Linked DNA regions of Callithrix jacchus: region 2 is linked to region 1. A link is a contact called in public Hi-C data. All regions are on one chromosome and are shown on one strand. Each heading gives the region's core, a stretch centred on a gene start, on an enhancer-like site or on the middle of the called end of the contact. The rest is flanking DNA. Distances are from core to core; before and after follow the strand shown.

Region 1 (7,073 bases), core at 1,713-4,212:
GCCCTGTGCTTGCTTCCATGTGCTTTCTGCAATTTCTCAGTTACGTCCAGAAAAGGGACTCTGGTTGGTATGAGGGCAGATGGGGAGCCTTAAGGAACTTTCTGGGCTGATACTCACTGCCAACTCCAGATATCTGCTCTCTGGGGGCAGAGTACAAAGCAGGTTGTCTGTACCACCTCCCTTCCCTGGAGTGCGGCCTCCACAGACAGGCAGGCAGCAGGTGGAGCTCAGGGAAGCTTCTTGCCTCAGGCATGTGTCATCTGGTTGGAAGGCTGAGAAACAGGGCTTCCCTCTGTCTCTCCACCTTACATCTAGACTGTGCCTCCAGGGTGACTTCAGGGGACTTCAGCTTCTGAGCAGCAGGCTGGGTGGGAGTTTGCTTTCCCTCCATGCTCAGACTGGACTCATGGTGAGCTGCTTTCTGTCCTTTCCCCAGGGATCTGGACCATAATGAGATTTCAGGCACAATAGAGGACACGAGCGGCGCCTTCTCAGGACTGGACAGCCTCAGCAAGCTGTGAGTATCCACGGCATGGAGCTCTGCCAGCGAATGCATGGGAAGACACTTCTGTGGGAGACGTTTCTCTGGTGCCCCCCACACCTCTCTGTGGTGGAAAAGAGCTGGCTCCATGCTGAGCTGCTTTTGTTTGGGGAGAAGAGTTTGAAGAAGAGAGCAGGGGACACCCCACTTCTCGATGGCCGGGGGTCTTCTTCCCGACCCAGGCCTTGGGTTCTTGGGGACTGACTACCTGGCGTTTGGTGGCCTGGTGGAGCTTCCCTTGGGCTTCACTCACAACTCACTTGAAAACTGCGGGATTTGCCATTGCTCTTTGTACAAAGGAGTCTTGCCCTGCTACTTAGTTTCTTGGAATTGTGGGAGTTGTATAAAGCTCAGTAAGCTGTGAGGGTGTGGGGCTCCTGTCAGGACTTCCATCATTAACCATCATCTCAAATGGAAACAGCATTTCCAAGGGTCATAGTAGCAGCTATTTTGAATGTATGGTTTGGGGTCTTTTTCTTTTTTCCTAGCTCCTAGATTTTGCCAGTTAATCTGCCAAGCGCGTGTGTGTTATATCTAATGATCCCGTGAGGGTAGTAGTCTTTGTTAGGCAACCATTTTATACCTGAGGAAAGAGAAGTGATGGGATTTTGCCCAAAACTACACAGCTGTCAAGTGGCAGGATCCAGATTTGCTCGTTTGGCTCCAAAGCCCACATTTTCTCCCTGTCGGCCCACCCTGTTTACTTTGCATGTCACTGGCACTTTCTGTAGATGCCATCCAAGGACCGTGCAGGGGGTGCTGAGTAATTATTACTGTTTACTGGCATCTCGGAGGGAAGCCTTGGAGGAAGGCAAGACAGAGGGGACAGTTGCCACTCCATTCCCCCAACCCGTCCCCAGTGACGGGGAGCTCAGCAGAGTGCGAGTGTAAAGTAAATATTTGGAAAGCCCGAGTGGAGCCTGTGGTACGGAGAGTCTTTCTGTACGGTAGATGCTTCTGATTTGTTCTGAAAAGTGTGGTTTTTTGTACCTTTGATGGGTCTGATTGGGAATAAGCTCTTTTGGCTGTCTGAGGAAGCTATTTCTTCTTGAGCATCCTGTACTCCAGCAGCATGTCAGAGATGCTTGTCAGTGTTTCTTGTCCTTGTTGTCTCTCAAACAATGCTCATTTTCTGCAGCCTTTAACCTGTAGTACTTGGCCCCTTTTTATCCTGTACAGAGCAAACCTGGGAAGAGCTAGAAGTACCAAGTGGGGTGGGGCAGGGGCCTGTTCTTAGCAAGAGGAGCTCCAGGCCTGGGACGGGGCTGCTAAGGTGTTCAGCACCGGGGCTGCCCCTTGGCATGAGCCTCCCTGGCCTCAGCCATAACTGACTGAAGGGTGAAGGTGGGGAGTGGGCAGCACTGCCAGGTTCCACTGGGGTATGTCCCTCCAGAGGAAACTGGAGCCGTCTCCTGGGTGTTATGGCTTCCGGGAGGCTCTGTCTCACTCAGAAAGTAGGGCCCGTGAGGTGCACCTGGCCCTGGGTCCCCTGGGTTCCAGTGCTGCATGTATCTACCGCGGCCTTCCTGAATGTCCGCATCTCCTTTGTCCACCTGCTAGACCAGGCTCAGCACTTCCACCTGAGCCCCAAGAGGTCAGCCCAAGCCCTTGCTTTCCTCACTCACATAATGTGGTGGGCTCCACACTGAGCTGGCCCTGAGACTCCTAGGAACTTGTTAAAATCCAGGCCTCATCCCACCCAGCCACTGAGTCAGCATCTTGGGGCTGGAGACTCTATGTATCTTTGAAAAAGGGCAAGAGAGAAAGACATGCATCCAGTTGGGGAAGCTGGGACAAAAAATAAACAAGAAATCCTTAATATGATTAAATATATGCAATCACTTACTTACATGTGATGCTATCATGGGTATGTTGCAAAAGAAAGAAAACAAATCCTTTTCTTCTTGGACTAAGAAAGAAAATGGTACGATGCCTGTGATTTGGATTCTGTAAACTCCTGCTGAGTTTGAGAATGGGCGGTGGCTAGAGGTAGAGATGAAGTGAGATTGGCATAACTGGAGTATTGTAGGTATGTGACGGGCACTTAGGGTTCAGGATACTACTCTGTCTACCTAGCATGGTATGTGCAGATTTCCACAGTAAAAGGGAACCGGAGAAGTAAATATTTCCCATGTGATCCTGGTACACAGGGTTACATAAGTGCTGTGTTTGGCATATCACAGGTGTTGCGTCTATGTTTGTTGAATGAAGGGAAGGACAGAGGAAGAACCCAGGGCCTCATTAGTCCCCTCCTTACTTGTCTACTCAGAACGTTGGCAGGCAAGTTGTGCTGTGGCTGTGGCTGAGAGGAGTAATCACAGACAGCACCGTGTTGCTCCATGGGAGTGGCCCGATCTGGCCTGTTGGGATCCACTGGAAGTGGGGTGCACGGAGAAGAGCTGCCCCCGCTCTAGAGCAGTTGATCCGTCCTTTGGGGGGTGCAGCCAGTGCCATTAGCCCCTTCATCTGGTATGGGTTTGTCTTTGGAGAGCTCGAGGGGCTGGTGTTCAGGGCCTGCCCTAGGGTGGGAAGGTACAGACCCCTGCCTTTGCTGAGTTACTCAAAGACCTTGGGTCCTTTCCACCATGCCAGAGGTCAGACCTAAATTAAAATGTTTTCCAAGAAAGGAAGATGTGAGCAGCAGAGCCATAAACGGCCTCTGTGAATTTGGGGTGGATGCTGACCTGCCCTTAATTTTTCCAGCTGTCGAACAGCCGTGTTGGAGAGTTACTCACACTGGAGCTTCCTGGCAGGGCGAGAATGTTCCCAGACCCCAGCACATGCCTTTCTTCCTAGCTTGTCTGGGATTCTTCTGTAGACTCACCCCAGGACCTTTTTCCAAATGGTTGTGCGGTTCCCCAGCTGGGGCCTCCATAGTGGCACAGAGTCAGTACACGAGAGGGAAGGGAGAATTTCTGGATCCCAAATTACAGGCAGAGAGGAGCAGTTAGTGACCTGGGTAGTGAGTGTCTGCCCCGTGATTCCAGCTGGCTCCATGGCATTCCTTGGAGGGAGGGGCCGAGTCCCACACTGGGCACATGGGAAGGGGCATGTTTGGGGGAACTTGGAGAGCTGATGTGAGTGCAGACTCCATCCCTGCCTGTGGGGTATGCCGGTCCTGCAGTGGAACTCATTGTGTGTGTGGGTGGGTCAGGGGGAAGGCTGGTGCACATGCCACAGCTACTCTCAAGGACATGAGTACAAGGTACTGAGCACTGCCCCCGGTACCTGCCACTTGCTTTGGCAGGTGCTGACCAGGCCTTTGGAGCTGTTGGCTGGGTTGGCCAGGAGATGAATGGGAGGTTTGACAGGTGACCCCCGGAGCTCGCTTTCTGCTTTGCTTTGGTGCTTGGGAGGTCCAGCCAGCTGTTCCTTCTCTGGGACAGAAATAGTGTCCTCCCAGCCCACAGTCCTCTTCTCCTTTCTCCTCACAGCAGCCTTTTATTAGAGCCATCCCAGTCTGCTGACTGCAGCTCCCCACCCCAGCCCCCGATATCTGCTGGGGAAGGTTAAGGACCCTGCTTAATCCACCAATAGGATGATTAGTTCCTGCGTAATTGAGAATTTGAGAATTTGTTTTATTGCTATTGTCACCATTAAAAATAACTGCCTGCCCTCCTTGTAAAACAGGTCAATGTGACTAATATTTAATGGATGAAATAAAGCACAGCTTTTTCCTGGATTTCGTTTACAGGAGATTTCACTAAACAGTTCAGTGCGTTTTTACTGGGACCTGGGGCACACAGTGCCTGGGCCGGGGGAGCTGAGTAAGTGTAGAAGTTGGCAGTGCTCTCTGAAGCACTCAGGGTTGCAGTGCCTCATGAGCTGTTATTTGCTAGTGAGTTTTGTGGTTAAAGAGCCTAGGTTAGCATGGCCACTGGGTTTTCTATGCATTTGGTTTATTTGTTTTAAAATAAAAGTTTTAGACTGAGAGAGGTTGTGGAAACTCTTTAGAATACGATTGTTTTCACATTCGTGCATATGAACTCAGAGAGGAAAAAAAAGGCAGAGGGTCTCTGGCCCGTTTGCCCCATCATCCTCCGGAGGCAGGAAACAGAGCTTGCTTTGTCTGAGGGCTGAGCTCGAGTTAGCTCTGGGGTCGGCCTGAATGGAGGTCCCCAGGGAGGGAGACTGTTTCTGATGAAACGGAGGATCATCAGCCCCTTTGGAGTGGTTGCCCCGGAAGCTGGCCGGGCGGGTTGGTGGTGCCTTCCTCTGGCTCTCCTGTAGGCCTCTGTTTCCAGGAGGCCTGTTACAGTTAGGATGAAGCAGGGGCCCGTGTGGTGGGCAGGTCCCAGGCTGCTCTGCCATCTTTGGTTTCCTTCAGGGCTTGTATTTCCTTTCTTTTCTTCCCTTTGGAAAGGGGCTGGGGCTTCTCATCTTCTCTTATGGGTCCCAGTCTTAATGCAGGTTGAAGATGGATCTAGCCTGTAATCCAATCTCTTCCAGAGGCTAGGTGAGATCTTGGACCAGGAGTCCCCTTCCCAGTAGGGTGTGGGGCCAGATGGGCTTTCTCCAGGGGCTTCCTCTCCTGCTCACCTGCACCCAGTTGCCTTGGACAAACCTGTTGATGCTGAGAATCCCCATGAGTTGGTTCCTGGTAGTTGGTGTTCTTAGCAAGCCCATTAGATCCTGTGGACCTCAAGGTTGACAAGTTGATGAAGCTGATGGTCAGCACTGCCTTCAGTTGTTCCCTGGTGGTCTCTTGTGCCATCTGGATTAGAGGGAATGCCTTTGGTGGGTTCTCATGAGAGAACATGATAACACGGAGGGGAAAACATGATTTTCTTCATTCCCAGGGGCTCTCCACCCTAGGGGTTCTCCTGTAGAGAGACCAGCTTCCCTTTAGATCACACAGTCTGGTGGAGGAGGCGCTCATTTTTTCCTTGTGTTCTGCAGGGGTGTAGACTTTGGCTTCTGGGAAAACTCTTAACAGCTAATGCTAAGGCTGGGATCAGAGTTGCCTGGAGGCAGGAACCCCTTGTCATGGTCAGGCAGTCCAGGAAGGGGACAGGCACTAGCAATAACCTTGGAGGTTGGCCCACTGACGTCATATATAATTGGGGGTCTGGCTTAAGAGCCAAAGTGCTGGGGCATCTCCTGTAGGGCCTGAGGGGTCCACCTCATAGGCAAGGACACAGCTCACAGTGGCTGTGTGCAGAGAGCTGTGGAGTCAGCTTGATGCATCCCTGTTTTCCTGTCCTCTTCTTGCCTCTTTTGGGAAAGTTTAGCCCCAGAATGCACTGTTCAGAACTGGGTGGCAGTTTGGGGTTTTTTGTTTGAGACAACATCCCCCTATGTTCCCTGGGCCAGAGTGCAGTGGCACAGTCATGGCTCACTGCAGCCTTGACTTCCCAGGCTGAAGCAGTCTTCCCACCTTAGCCTTCTAAGTAGCTGGGACTACCAGTGCGCAGCTCCACGTCCAGATACTTTTTATTGTTTTGTAGAGAAAGGGTCACCTTATGTTGTCCATGTCTCAAACTGCTGGGCTCAGGTGATCCTCCTGCCTCAGCCTCCCGAAGTGCTGAGAGATTACAGGCGTGAGCCATCATGCCCAGTCATGGGAAGCAGTTTTGATTCCAAAAACGTGTCTTTCCTTTTTGGACTCTGCTTCCTCTCACTGAAACCATAACCTGTCTCATCTCTCCTGCCAAGCCATCACTAAACTTCACCACCCACCCTTGGGTGGTCCTTGGAGAGAGACAACCTGGGCCGGACAAGGTGATTTCTACCTGACACTGCAAGCGGCCTTTTTAGGCTAGACGGCGCATGCAATTCCAGCCTGTCATCACTATTAAATTCTAATAAAGATAAAAGTATTTCATTTCAGAAAGGGGAAGTCCTGCATGCCTCAAACCTGTAATCAGAACAGGTCAGCTTTCCACCCGCCCCTCACTGGACAGACTTACCAGGTAGCACTACTTTAATTGTGTGTTTTCTTTCTCTTACTCTCCACCCTTCCTTGTTTCTCTCTCCTCCCCTGGCCTCAATTTCTGGATGTTTGGAAACTGCAGGAGTCTATTTGGAAACAAGATCAAGTCTGTGGCTAAGAGAGCATTCTCGGGGCTGGAAGGCCTGGAGCACCTGTGAGTATCTCGCCAGCTCTGCCCTGAGGCACAGGCCTGCCAAATGCGGCTGCCTGGACGTCTGCTAGCAATTTAATCGCATCTTTGTAAACCGAGAAACAGGCTATTTGGAAACACCAGCTGCTTCCTTCGCATTATAAGTCAGCTTCAACTTTGGCCTTTACGTTGCCTATGCCAGGAACAGTTACAGAACATATGGCCAGTGGGTGTGCTCCCAGTTAATTCAGTTGGTATTTGGATAAATATCCTTCCCTGTCTTGCTGCACTGCCTCACCCCTGCACCGGATCCTTCATGGGCCCCTGGCCTCACTGCCTCTTCCACCAGGGCGCTTCCTCCTGGCCAAGCCTGTTGCCTCCGTAAAGCAGCTTAACTTGGTGTGATGATTGCTTCTGAGACCTGGGAGGAAGGGGACAGAGCCACCCCTGAGACATTCATGCTGTTGCCA
Region 2 (7,717 bases), core at 482-2,981, 98 kb before region 1:
CAATGAATCAGAAGGGAAAGAAGGAAAGGGGAGGAAGGGATAGGAAGATTACATTTTGGCTAAAGAAAAGAGGTGATCTTAAGGCTGAGGGGAAGTTTAATACATTTAGTGCATCTCAATTAAAGCAAACTTCTTAGATTGTGTCAAAAATGGAATAAACCCTTTATTTTTATTTATTTATTTTTTTGCTTTTTTTCCCCTAAGGAACATCTTCTCCTCTCTACCTCCCACCCCACCCCACTTCCATAAAACACAACTGAGATTTAATGTTCTGGAGCAAATGTCTTTCGACAAACTTAACCTGCTTAATTTTCCTGACAATGTGCACAGTTATGTTAGTAATTTGCATACTATGGGGAAGGGATATGAGACACCAGCAAACTAAAATACCCAGAAGTCAGCTATATGTTACAGTGCTAATCTTTTTCCTTTTTTCTCAATGTGTGTCTGTGTGTCTTCCTTAATGTTTCCATGTACTATCATAACACACAACTACTGTGGTCTGATCTGTAAGAGCCAAAATAAGAAGCTTTGTGACTATTATTTCTCCTTTAACTCTGACTCTTACGACTACACTATGGCTTTTTGAAAATTATGTTAAAAAGGCTCTGATTAAAACAAAAACTCCCAAACAACAAAGCAACTTCTTTATCAAAGGCTGGAGTATTTCTAGAAGTACCTTTCAACTGACTAGGGGCTGGAGAGGAGAGTGCACTTCTTTTTTTTTTTTTTTTTTAAAGGAGACTTGCGAAAGACCAGGCTGGAGTGCAGTGACATCTTTGCTCATAGTAGCGTCCACCTCCTGGGTTCAAGCGATTCTCCTGCCTCAGCCTCCCAGGTAGCTGGAATTACAGGCGTTTGTCACCACACCTGGCTAATTTTTGTATTTTTCTTTTTTAGTACAGACGGGTACATGTTGGACAGTCTGGTCTCAAATTCCCCTCAGGTGATCCGCCCGCCTCGACCTCTCAAAGTGCTGGGGTTACAGGAGTGAGCCGCCACGCGCAGCCGAGGGTGCACTTTTGAAACTAGGTTTCTGCAGCCCACATCCATTTTGGTAATCAAGGACATATTGCTGGATTTAAGACGTGAAGAACAAGTCAGGAGCAGATGCTCCAGGCAATTCGAGGGGGAAGGATGCCCCAGTCAGGAAGAAATGTGTTAGGTATTAAACCTGTGTCTTCGCTCCTTGAAAGCACCTGGAAAATGGGCGCGGGTTTGCTTTTAATCTACGGTCCTGCCTGCAGCCTGAGGAAGAGAGAAAACGCCCTGGGGCCAGACAGCTCCAAAACGGGGCCGTTACCGTCTTAACTTTCTCTCCTCTTCTAGAAGCAGAGGGCTTGTCTTCACGCTTCCTTTCCCCAGCCCACGTCCCAGTTCTCCAACAAGCTGCGCGTCCCCTTTAAGAGGCGGGGGCCGTCCCTTATTTTCTCCTCCCAGTCTCCCGCCCTTCACACCTTGGGTGGGAAAAGAGTGTGGGGGCGGGGTGGTCGGCGAAACGGGAGGGGCGGGATTACAGCGAGCAGCCCAATGGCCTTCGAGGTTGGCCGCCGTGGACTCCGGCAGCCAATGAGCAGTAGGCGTTGGGGGCGTGGCGCGGCGCTGTTGCAAAGCATCCAACGTGGGTCTGTTGGCGGCCGCGGGGCGCGGAGCGCAGGGGGTGTGTGCGGGCGAGCGGCTGGGGGCGGGGTCTGGGGGACCGGTCGGGGCTGGGCCGCTGGGAAGCGAGCGGCGAGCGGCTGATTGTTCGGCCGCGAGGTCCGCCGCAGTCTGGCTGCGTGGTGGAACCGTGCGGAACCTGAGGCTGCGCGCGCGCTCTCTACCAGCGACGCGGGGCCAGCGAGGCGCACTGGGCTCTCCGAGCGCGGGGCCAGCCGCACCGTCCAGCCTGGGATCTACGTTTTTGCGCTCCGAGCCGAGAGGAAGATGCCCGTTGGCGCCGAGCTCGGGCTGCGAGGCTGAACGCTTCTTTTCCAGGCGCAGCGGCAGCACTGCCCTCGGCCGGTGTAGCTAGCGGCACTCGGCGTGCGCTGGGTGGACGATAAGCGCAGACTGGGCACCCCTGCCTGGATCGGCGGAGTTCGCACCGAGCACAGGAGGGCCGGCCGGCCCGGATGGGCGCGCAGTTCGCGGCCCCTGCCGGGTGCTGCAGAGCAGCCCGGGCACCGGGGTCCCGCTGAGTGCCGGAGCCGCGGCCGCAGAGAGAACTTGGGCCGGGTGCCATGCCCCGGCGTGGAACCTAGAGCCGAGCAGAGCGCGCCGCGGGCCCGCCCGCGTCTGCGGCCGTCCGGGTCCTCACAGTCCCCGCGCTCGGAGTTCGCAGCGCGCTCCAGACAAGATGGCGCGGCCGGTCGGAGGAGCGGTCGGGGCTCCTCGCCGTTCGCCTTGCCTTCTCCTTCCCTGGCTGCTCCTGCTTCAGTTGGAGCCGGTGACTGCCGCGGCCGGCACGCCGGCGCCCTGCGCGGCTGCCTGCACTTGCGCTGGGGACTTACTGGACTGTGGCGGGCGCGGGCTGGCGGCGCAGCCCGGGGACCTGCCCTCCTGGACGCGGAGCCTGTGAGTGCCGCCGTTTCCGCCCTCCCTGCGCCTCGGGGCTTTGTAACTTCGGGATGGGACAGCGGGGGTTCGTACTCGGGGAGCCTGTGAGGTCTGGGTTGTGGAGTTGTGCGGGCTGGAAGATTGTCAGCTTGGGGTGGCGGAGGGGAGACCCTGCGTGGGGATCCGGGCGAGAGGGCGTGCGAGAGAGCCTGGAGAAGAGCGTGCCTCGTGGGGTCTGGAGACCAGCGAGCGTGGGTCGTGGAGGTTTGGGGGTTAGGCAGCACGCGTCGTGAGGGCCATCTGGGGGTTAGTGAGTGAGAGTCTGGAGCTGAGTGTATTTGCGGGTGGGTGGGTGGGAAACGTCTGGAGCAGAGTTTGAAGAAGTTTGTGTGGGGGGTCTGTGGGTGCATTTCCTTTTCCTCTCCTGTAATCCAATTCTTTGGTGTCTGAGCTCCTTGGTCTTCCAATGGGTAGTGAATGAAGATGACTCTTGGCTCCAATCATCCGTTTACATTATTTATTAGTGAGAGAGAGAGTGTGTAGCCGTCTCCTGATACCCGAAGACCGTGGTGACCTGACTTGGCTCTCTGTGCGGTGCAGAAGGCAGCCTTCCCCAGAGGACCCCTGAGTTAGAGGACTTTGACAGTTCCTGGCGACCTGTGAGTGCTGGGAGTTTGTCCTTTTCCGCCTGGTTGGCATTTTACGGAACTGTGTTCCAGACCCTTCCTGTGTGTTCCCTGGGGCCCCATTGGGCTTGATGATCCAGTGGGGTGGGGCCCACTCTCAAGAGGCTCTCCTCCGTAAATGGTGCAAATGAGTTTTGGAGTAGTGCTGCTTCAGGAGAGGGTGCCAGGGTCTTGGCTGATTTAAACAGTTTGTTTCACCCGAAAGAGGCTCTTTTCTGTGCTGTCAGGATGTGGGCCTATTAGAACTTAGTGGGACGCTTCTTTCAGGAGATTTGGTAGGAAAAAAGGCATTAGAGGTCTGTAAACGTGGTGGAATAGAATACCCTTCTTTTACTTCTAAAAAATCTGGTCCATGAGTCAAATCTTGTTCAATTATGGGTAATTAGCATCTCTGTAGAAGTAGTATAGTAGTACCTTCCAGAAAAGGCCTAGCTTAAATAGTCTGCGTTTCAGTTAAATAATTGGACATTTTTCCTAGAACACAGGAAAGGCACAGCAGTTAACCTCAGGCATGACTATGGCTGTTTTAAAAAGAGAAAACTGCTGTCACAAGTTGTAACCAGCACCTGTGGCTTGACCGAGGAATGTGTGGCTTGGGTTCGGACTGCCGTGAAGGGAAGAAAAGTTAATTCCTTTCTAGGTAAAGACCCCGTAACTCTCAAAATGGAGCAAGAATCTGACTTGGCCCGAGACACTGCTCCACGAACAAGTACAGAGTTCTGAAGACAACCAGGACGCTGTAGTTACAGTTAGGTTTTCAATATCTACTTCTACAGAATTCACTGAGTTAGTGGAAATCAGTGGTGGTAGGGTGGAGGCAGAGCTGTGTTAGGTACTGCGAGATAGAGACCAGTATTGTCCTTCGGTAGGATCTATTTAGTCTGGGGTATTGTGATTTTTCCCTTACATATGGTAGTTTGTTTTTTTTTTTTAAATAGAATCATGTGGGCAGAATCAGATTAACTTGTTAAGTGTTCACCTGTTGGAAGAGTGACTCCCAATGCCATGTGTCAGTGGTATTGTGGGGAAGGCACTTAGTTCCACAGCAGTAACTTCCCAGAGAGGACAGGGTGTCCTCTTATTTGCGCTTTCCTGTGGTCACAAGATCCACTTTGCCTTGCCCTTTAATTTTTGAGCAAACATACTGGTTATTTCTTTAGGCTTTCCGTTGCCTAAGGGTGACATTTCACATGGGTAAATACCTTCAAAATTGAAGTCCTTCTCTTTTACTCACACCTTTGATGATCAATAAATACCAACATGAGTATTCTGAGCATCAGTAGACTTTAGTATACTTGATTATGGTGTTAGCTGATTAGACTTTAAGATATGAGCATCGTGATTTCTGGTTAGTATGTAACAACACAGTGTGCAGTACGAAAAGGCTATCCTTTGAAAAATATTTGTGAAGTGATCTTATTTCTGATTAAGGACAAATCAAGCAAATGTGTTTTTTTCCTGGACTTCAGACTTCTGAATTTAAACCATTAGTCTCCATGAGTCTTATTCTGGAATAAGAGTATTTATATTATTTATATTCCTGGCCAAGATTCAGCAAGACTTTAGGGGAGAAAGTGTCTTTATATGATATAATGAAATGCCATGTAGTTTCACCAGGTTTACATGCTCTAAGCCCATGGTGTCTAGAAAATGCTTTGAGCTAGTTTATAAACCCATGAACTAGATTTACTGCCGTTAGTTCAAACAACTTCAGGCTGTGGGTTTGAGATAGCATGGGACCTGTGGCTTTATGGGACCTTTTTTTTTCTTTTGTAAACAGTGCATCTAATGTGGAAGTTGCTTCTAGGCCTAATATAAGAAAAGTAGAACTTTTAAACAGTGAATGTAAATGCAGTGTGAATAGAAGAAACAGAATAGAGCTGATAATCGGTTTATTTCTGGGGCCTGAGGATAACTTACTCAGCACAATAACTTATAGTTGTAGTAGTCAAGCCATAATTTCAGTCTCCCAGCCCATTACGTAGGTGAGATTGGCATGGTCCAACTAGCACATTCATAAATAGCACCAAGCTACTGCCAAGCCTTATTCCAACTTCCCAGAACCTGAGAAGAAGCTGAACTTCTTAGAACTCAGATACTTGCTTTCTTTGAAATTATTTTTGAGAGCATGGCTTCAGAAGCTATTTAAGAAATATTAAATACAGTTTACCTTAGACTCTTACCTGTGTCATAAATTTGAGCAGTGTTTAGTCACAAAATGTTGCTAGTTTAAATGTTCTGTGAACTGGGATTGGGATTAGGAAGGCAGACAGGCCCTAGAGGAAGAACAAACCCTGATTTTTATTCTGAGTGTGGAGCAAAGATGAGAGAGCATTCAAAAGCTAGGATATTCACAAAAGTATACCAAATGTAGTTGTCTTAAGACACATTAAGATGAGTGTATTGATTTGGATCTTTTTGTACTATATGTTTGCAATACCAAATCAGTTAACTTAAATCTAACCTTGCCAATTTTGGCAAAGAAGTGGTGCCTATGATTACATTAGAAAATAAACACTAAGTATGGTTGCCATTGTAGTTGTGAAGCAAAGAGGGCCTTTGTCTTTCAAATTTTACAGTTGTGCTGGAAGGCCCAGGTGTGCAGGGTGTTGTGAATTAAGGGTTTGGAAAATACTTCCCATCCTGTTCATGCAAATTAGATTTAAAGTGCAGATCACCAAATTGTTCCAGAACCTAAACTGAGATTATCTTTTTTAAAGTAGATTGATGTATGGATGGTCCTGAAATACTTCCTTCTCCATATCACTTAAACTTACCAGACTTTGAACATCTTCCAATTAGTGGGACAGGGAAAGCGTTGTTTGGAATAGGGAGCATTTTAAACCCAGGGTAATTGCCAAGAATACAATCTGAAAGGTGCAAGTGCTCTTGGAGTTTCAGGGAGCTTTAGCTTGAGCTCAGAGTCCTTTTCTTTTGCAACAAGTGTCTTACCTCTTGATGGGGGAGAATTTGTCTGTTGGTAGTTCTCTGACAACTTTTTTTTGAGTCAGGTGAGGTTTCTGGCAAATGATACTGGTTGCTGTGAGAAAAAGGCACAGTGTTTAAGTCTTGCTGATATGAAATTATGGCCATAACGTCTACTTTTTGACTACTGCTAAAGTAGGAGGTGTATAGAGATCACCAGCGCCCAATGTGAATTAACTGTATTTTGGCACACAGTGTCCCTCTTGCCTTTAGGACATGTTAAAACTGTTCCTGCCCGCTTTTCAAGGGACTGTTTTAAAAAGTGGTGTGTTGTCTCTTTGCATAATTACATCTGGTTACTAGATTTCACAAACTTTGGATGTTTGAACATATTATTAGCAGTAGTTCTTGGAACTGTCTTGAGAAAGATGAAGAAACGTAAGGAGTGTGATGAGAGCTGGTTCCTAGTGGATGTCCTCATGTCCCATCTCTGCAACTCTGCACGTGAGCAGAAAGCTTCCCTCCCTCCAGGGTTAATTACTTTGCCTGAGTTCTCCCTGCAGCTTCCCTGAGTCCATTGGGACGGCCTCTGGCTGACCTTTCTCTCCCTCAGACACCATGATCACAATGAAAGGGACTCTCCGGCTTCTGCAGGGGTGTCTCCTTGGTGCAGACTCTTTTCAGCATCCTCTCTTTCAGGGTGGACAGGAATGTGGGAGAGAGCACTGGGGTTTTGTGTGACTTAACAATGCACCTGGCCCAGTGCTGTGCACCTGCTAAAGCCCTGAGGTTTGTTAGCTAGGAAGCCTGGGTGGAAGTTGTTTAAAATAGCCTATGGTTATTTAAAAAGTACCATCCACAGGAGAGGGAAATCTAGAAGAGGGATTCATTGACTTGAAAGTTGCTGTAAGCAGTAAAGGATGTTGGTTGTACCAGAGTCTTTTTTCTTCTTTTCCTCGTTTGTTGAAAACATAAAAGGGATTCCTCTGACCTACCCCATAGGTAGAAGGACTTTTAAGTTTCACGAGCAAGCCTAAATTTCAATTCCTTTTGAATGAGCTATGTGACATTTACTCCCCCCTCCTCAGTGGCTGCAATTTGAAACTCTAGGGGTCTTTTAAAAGCGAACGGGACTCTGGGCCACGTTAATATTCAGAGCTGTTTACAATGGATGCAGTTTCAAAGGCTGAAGGCATTGTCTTGAGACACGAGGGAGGAGGGGTGGAGGAAAAATTCCCAGGCAGGGAAGGGCGAATATCTAAAAATCTCCAATGTTTACCAGCCTGTGGGAAATTTAGGGACCGTTACTGTTATTTTTTATAACTTGAGCATGACACTGAGCCACTAGGGTTCATTCCATCTAACTCATGGCTTTAGTTCTTGCATGTCAGTTATGTGGTTATCTTCTGCTTTTGTTTCAGGTTAAAGTGTGGAAATCTAAGAAACTAAGATCTTATGTCCTCTGCAAAGAAATAGAGGACTTTGAAGAGCAGAGGATAACATTTTTATGATAGTTTACCCGTGGGACTTGCATTTATGTTTTGCTAAGACAATTTTATATAGCCACA

Evidence for each region. A called contact is a pair of places that touch in the nucleus more often than the background predicts.
Region 2: a Hi-C map of skeletal muscle shows a contact between it and region 1, with 3 times the contacts expected there. The contact joins the promoter of LRIG1 here to the enhancer-like site in region 1. A contact is called at or near these places in 2 of 3 Hi-C or Micro-C datasets (both in skeletal muscle).

The regions. Positions count from the first base shown.
Region 1 is chr15:48,213,845-48,220,917 of calJac240_pri, reverse strand. LRIG1 (leucine rich repeats and immunoglobulin like domains 1) reads left to right here. Exons shown (of 19, transcript XM_035276058.3): 9 at 437-517; 10 at 6,556-6,627. Among named protein-coding and RNA genes, the nearest start is that of LRIG1, 98 kb to the left of the region's middle. Within about 2 kb of position 2,962, at least 2 of the 16 cell types and tissues checked have an H3K27ac peak or open chromatin away from gene starts, as enhancers often do. A contact at or near this core is called in skeletal muscle, where this site is marked.
Region 2 is chr15:48,309,793-48,317,509 of calJac240_pri, reverse strand. It overlaps LRIG1 (leucine rich repeats and immunoglobulin like domains 1), which reads left to right and starts at 1,731. Exons shown (of 19, transcript XM_035276058.3): 1 at 1,731-2,623. The coding sequence starts at 2,610. It overlaps LOC118147988 (a long non-coding RNA gene), which reads right to left and starts at 6,852. Exons shown (of 3, transcript XR_008476757.2): 1 at 6,748-6,852; 2 at 6,177-6,264; 3 at 5,395-5,500.